Linked DNA regions of Oryctolagus cuniculus: region 2 is linked to region 1. A link is a contact called in public Micro-C data. All regions are on one chromosome and are shown on one strand. The core of a region is the stretch at or near the end of the contact, and the rest is flanking DNA. Distances in the headings are between cores, read along the strand shown.

The links. A called contact is a pair of places that touch in the nucleus more often than the background predicts.
Region 2: a contact with region 1 is called in a Micro-C map of ear pinna, with 3 times the contacts expected there. The contact joins the enhancer-like site here to the promoter of RSRC1 in region 1. A contact is called at or near these places in 2 of 6 Hi-C or Micro-C datasets (ear pinna and skin fibroblasts).

Annotation. Positions count from the first base shown.
Region 1 is chr4:122,712,165-122,714,911 of mOryCun1.1, reverse strand. RSRC1 (arginine and serine rich coiled-coil 1) reads left to right here and starts at 1,390. Exons shown (of 11, transcript XM_070072602.1): 1 at 1,390-1,483. It overlaps SHOX2 (SHOX homeobox 2), which reads right to left and starts at 1,738. Exons shown (of 5, transcript XM_051859078.2): 1 at 1,210-1,738. The coding sequence starts at 1,558.
Region 2 is chr4:123,210,603-123,213,349 of mOryCun1.1, reverse strand. No RefSeq gene overlaps it. Among named protein-coding and RNA genes, the nearest start is that of VEPH1, 100 kb to the left of the region's middle. Within about 2 kb of position 1,334, at least 3 of the 8 cell types and tissues checked have an H3K27ac peak or open chromatin away from gene starts, as enhancers often do. A contact at or near this core is called in ear pinna, where this site is marked.

The DNA of each region.
Region 1 (2,747 bases), core at 141-2,640:
CCAGGCTCTTGTAGCAAACACGGGGGACAATTTAATAGAAAAATATTTCCACTGATATTTCAGTGAAATTTAAACGGGAAAACACACCAGATTCTGCCAAAAGGGGCGGACAAACTTTGTCTATTTCTTGTCATCCACACAATGGATGGCCCTCAAAGTTTTGAGGCTTCAGGGAGAAAGATGTCCAAATTTCACGTTGATTAATAGACTTAATATAATTTCTATTTCGCCCCCAAATTTCCACTTAGTGGCCTAAACAGGAACAGACCGTGTTATAAACAACCTAATTGCTTGCTTAAATATGTGATTCTACGCATGCCACATATTTTCTTAATTGGAAAAATATGGCAGTACACCAGTTACTGCAGGCACCAAGTGCCAAATTAATTTTATTGTTGAACTCCTTTGAATTGGTACAGGACGCTCCACCATTAGATAAAGCCGTTTGCCAACACTTCGCTGGCACCAAAGGAGTTTTTCCTCCCCCCAGATCAGAGTACTGGATAATTCGAAGCAGTAAAGGAATTGCGTACAACAAACCCTAAAATGAATCCTAAACGCCTCGCCCGGGAGCAGCAGCATAGCCCGGACCTTATTCTGCCTTGGCTTCGTTCTTTCATCGCGCAAAGAAAATGGGAAGTTTGGTCCCCTAAAGATCCAAAGACTCTGGGTCTTTGCGGAGTTCCAAGGGGGCTCGGGCGGCGGCCCGAGAGCCCCGTGGGTGACCCAAGGGTGACGCTGCCCTCTGTCCCCTTCTCTCTGTCCCTCTCTCGCTTAGGCCGGGGAGGGGGGTAGGCTGCCGTAAACTCTCGCTAGACGCCGGCCTCCCCCCTCCGCTGGGTCCGGTCCCAGCCAGCACCCCTTGCCACAGTCTAGTCCCCACGAACTTGCACATCTGCCCCGCGGGCCGTCCGGACTGCGGGCCGGTCCTCCCGCCAGGGAAAGCTGCATTTCAATGCGGTGGGAGCATCTGGGGAGGACACGCGCAAACCCCACGCGCCCCCCACCCCCCGGCACACACGCATCAGGACCCCACCCACGACCGTACACACTGCCGCGGACGCCCACCCCCTCCAATATCTCTCCAGCTTCCAGAGCCGGGATCCCGGGGAGACCCGGTCCGCGTCCCGCCCCCCTCCCCGCGGGGCCGCTCGAGAGGGGTCAGCTAAGGCGGGAAAGGGAACTGCGGCTGGGGGATCGGGCCGTTACCCTCGGTCAGCCGCGGGCTGCCCGGCTCCCGGCTCCTCTCGGCGGCGCCCATGTCCAGCTCCCGGCCGGGAGAGCGCCCTCCTCCAGCTCCTCCGCCTGCTCCTCCTCCTCCTCCTGCACCTCCTCCGCCTCCTCCGCCTCCGCCTCCGCCTCCTCCGCCGCCGCCTCCGCCGGCCGCCCGGACTGCCGGGCTGCTGCGGTCGTCGCGGCCGGGCTCGGCGCAGCCGCTCGGCTCCTTGGCCCCGCGCAGCGGCCCGCTCTCCAGCACCTCTCGGTACGTGATCGCCTCCTTCTTCTCCTTCACTTTCTGGTCAAAGGACTTGGAGACGAACGCCGTAAGTTCTTCCATCGCCGCCGCCGCCGCCGCCCGTCGGCCCCGCGCCCAGCCGCTCCCAGCCGAGCCCCGCTCCTTTTTTCCTCCTCCTTTTCTTACTGCTCCAGCCCCCCCAATAACAACACATCAATGGGGCAGGGGTGGGGGAGGAGCGGGAGGAGGAGGAGGAGGAGGAAGAAGAAGAGAAGAAAGAAGAAAGAGGAGGAGAAGTAGAAGGAGAACGAGAAGTGAGAAGAGGAGGAGGAGGACGAAGACGAGGAGGAGGAGGAGGAGGACTGGGAGCGGAGGGGGCGGCGGGGGAGGGGCGGGGGCGGCGGGGCCGCGGCCCGGGCTTCCCCGCCGGAGCGCGCTCGTTGGATGTTAAGATCTTTGACAATTCTTCCTGCCGAGAGTTCAGGTCCGATAGCGACGCTGCGCTTGAAGTCTCACTATTTATACTTCCTTAAGACGGCCCTCGTTCCGAGTCAATTACCTCCCCTGCAACTCGAGCGAGCCCCTTCCCGGGGAGCAGCAGCCGCGCCACTACCTGGGGTGGGGGGGGAGGGAGGGGAGAGAGTGAGAGAGGGAGAGCGAGAGCGTGAGCGAGAGAGAGAGCGAGAGAGAGAGCGAGAGAGAGAGAGGCGGAGAGCGCGCAATTGAGGCTGGAGTCGGGGCCGGTGCGGGCGCGGGCTGACAGCGCGGGGACCCGAGCCGTGGGGGAGGAGGAAGGTCCCCGCCGTCCAGGCTTCAGCGAGCCCCGGCCTCCTGTGCGCTCGGTCATTCATCCAGGATTGACAAGGATCCCTAATTAATTTAATTAGACGTGGGTTTTGCGTTGGTGTCACGACTTAGTTAAGCGCTGGGGAGCTGGATGGACTCCGCGGGGGCGGGGCCAGCAGGAAACTGACAAGTGCGCGGCTCGCAGAGTCGGGCGAGGATCCCCACCCCGCACCGACCCCACAGCCTTCCCTGTTGCTCCGGGCCGCGCAGCCGCTCAGCTCCGCAGGGCTGCCTGCAGCCCCTGCCCCGCATCGGCGCCCGGCGGCTTAGAGGCCCTACCCGCCGTCCCGCATCCTGCCCCGCGCACCACTCCCGCATCGCTGCCCCGCTGCCCCGACCCCAGCCGCAGCTCCACCGCGCGGCCTCATTCTAGCTTCACAGCCCTGCCAAGACCGGAGCGGCTCTTCTTAGGAGGTTCCCGGCCCGCAGCCAGGCTGAGCTCGCC
Region 2 (2,747 bases), core at 85-2,584, 500 kb before region 1:
ATTGTACATCATGACTTCAGTGAAGAAGCAGGATCGTGCCGCTAACAGGAAGTTGTAACTAATGACAATGCAGACTGTAATTATAGGAAATTCTAACCAGATATTGTGGTCTGGGCAAAGCAAACAAGCGGAGTCTGTTCTCTTTGATTATAAAGGATGATTGGCCTGTTTCAGAGCCGTTAAAGACCTAGAGGGACTGAGGTAAAAATGATTCCTGTCCTGCATCCAATGCCATTTGATGCCATCTTTCTACTGAAAATATTTCTCCGAAACAATCTACAGGACACTCTCATACTCCGAGACTACGGCAGTCCACGGTGCCACCACACCAGGTCCCCGTGTGCCTGTAAAGGCAGCAGGCTCCTCTCCTCGCCCTGTGCAAACAAGCGCATCGAGGGCATTAAGCTAAAAAGGCCTCACGGATATTTTGGTCGGTGACCGAATGCCCAGTGAATGCCCAGCTGTCCTTTATCCTCAGAGTTGAATAGACGTTGAACTTAAGCACAAATTTTGGGAAATTCTATGATAGACTATTTTGTTTACCGCAGAAACAATGTCAAGATGATTAACTTTTAGGCAATAAATCAGGGGAGTTGATCTCAGCAGTGGAAAACGCTCTGATTTAAATTGCCAATATAGAGATCCTTTAGTTCTTGGAAATCACTGCGAACTGTCCGTGCCGGAAGTGAAAGTCTCAGTGGCTCGCTATGATTGATGCAGGAATTAGTCATTAAAAAAGAAGAAAGGCGGGGGGGGGGGGGGGGGGGTCGTTGAACTAAGTAATTTGCATCCAAAGGATGACATCAGTAACACCGTGTACTTGTTGTTTTAAAAAGTGACCACTAGATGGCGAACGTGCAATTCAAAAATTTAAAAAAAAAAAAAAAAATCTCGGCCCGGTGAGGTACAAGCATTTTACCAAAGGAGCTATTGTACTTACAAACCTGCATGCACACGCGTGAAGAAAGCACTACTTGCCCTGAAGATGCTAGCCTTTTCTTTCCTCCCAGACTTTGATAAGCCTCTCCCTTTTTCCTCAGGACAGGTCACTTCTCCCCCTCGGCAGTATTTCTGGGTGAATTCACCTTTTGAAACTTCTAGCTGTCGCTATTCTCTTCCTAGCCCTGGGACTAAGGAGAAACGCGTTCCGTGAGGGGTGGCTGCGTCCTCCCGCGGCCCGGACAGCCCTGGCCCCGGAGCCCCGAGGCGCGGCTGTCTTCCAGGGCTATCATCCACCGCGGCGCGCCGCACGCCCGCTCGCTCGCTCGCTCGCTCCTCTCCGGGAAGCACACACCATCTTTATTCTCCCCCGCGATGACAGCCATAAATCTTTAAAGTTGTGTGTGAGTGTGTGTGTGTGTGTGTGCGCGCGCGCGCGCGTGTGTGTTCAAGAAAGTCCCTATCAATGGAGCGGTTGTTCTCAGACCGACTCTTTTCACCGTGGCCATAATGAGATATATGAGGCCAGGCCTCCGGGCGAGGCCAGGAAGCGGGAACCGCACCTCCACGCCGCCGCCGCCGTGCAGCCCAAAACAATGGATTACATTGAGAGCGTGCGGCAGATCGGCGGGGCTGTTGGCCGGTTCTAATCCAAGGCTAGCCCCCCGACCCGGGGCTAATGGGGTGTGTGCGTGAGTGCATGTGTGTGTGTGTGTGTGTGTGTGCGCGCGCGCGTGTGTGGATGTGGCAGAAAGGGGAGGGGCAGAGCAGACCTGAAACATGTCGTTTCTTTTCGACGCAAATAGGCAGGTCAACAAAAACCCTGCACAAAAGAGCGTCTCTGTGGCCGGGTTCTCCCCGGCTGCTGTGCCCCAGCCTCCGCACCCAGGGCCCTGCTCCCAGGTGCGCGCTCCTAATTTGCTAAACAACCCTGAGCAAGTCACTTAACCTTCCCAAACTCCAGCTTCTCGCTCTCTGAAGCTTGTCTCGACCCCACTTCCCCGGGACGCGGCGAGGATTAATGATGAGAGAAAGCCAGGCAGGGGCCTGGAGTTTCCTTAGGAAAGGTGCTGCTTCCCCTCGGAGGAGAGTCATAAAAATAAATTAAATAACTACACGCGAGCGAGCCAGGCCCGAGGCCCAGGGTTCTGTGTCCCGTGCGTGGCCGCGTTTGCCATCCCTCAAGAAGGCTTGGCAGGGCCAAAACAAAAATACCGAGGAAAGCCTTTGTGTGACCAAATGCTCACTGGCTTTTTCTCTCACCAGCCCGTGTCTGTCCTGAAGGAGCGGAAGGAAAACTCTGGCGGTGCCCAAAGGTGCGGACGCTGCGGCCCGGCCCCGCGCCGCGCAGCCGCAGAGAACTCCTCTGACAATTCGCCTCTGCTTGGGCCACCGTGATGCGTGCTCACCGTTCCGGGCTTCGGCTTCCCTCTTCCACTGCAATAGATATTCAGGCCGCGGAGGCCCAGGTCTGAGCACTTATTTGGGCAGGACCCAAAATACAAGGAAAGGATCGATTTTAACCTATTTTAAAACATTTGATCTAATTTGATATTTCTAGTTTTCAACGGCTTACAGCAAATAGATGAAAATAAATGTCTTGTCACATGTTGTGCTGCGGACGATGCCTTTTGGTTTTCAAAGACTCCTGAAAACAGGAGGAGAATCTTCTATTAGCTGTGTCTGATGCCTCGGGATTTTCCAGCTGTCATTGTTCAAAGGTCTATGTTTTGGAGCCTTGTGGAATGACCAAGCGGATTAAACCCTGCTCTAAAACCCTGAAAGTGATCTGTGCCTCGAAGTCCGGT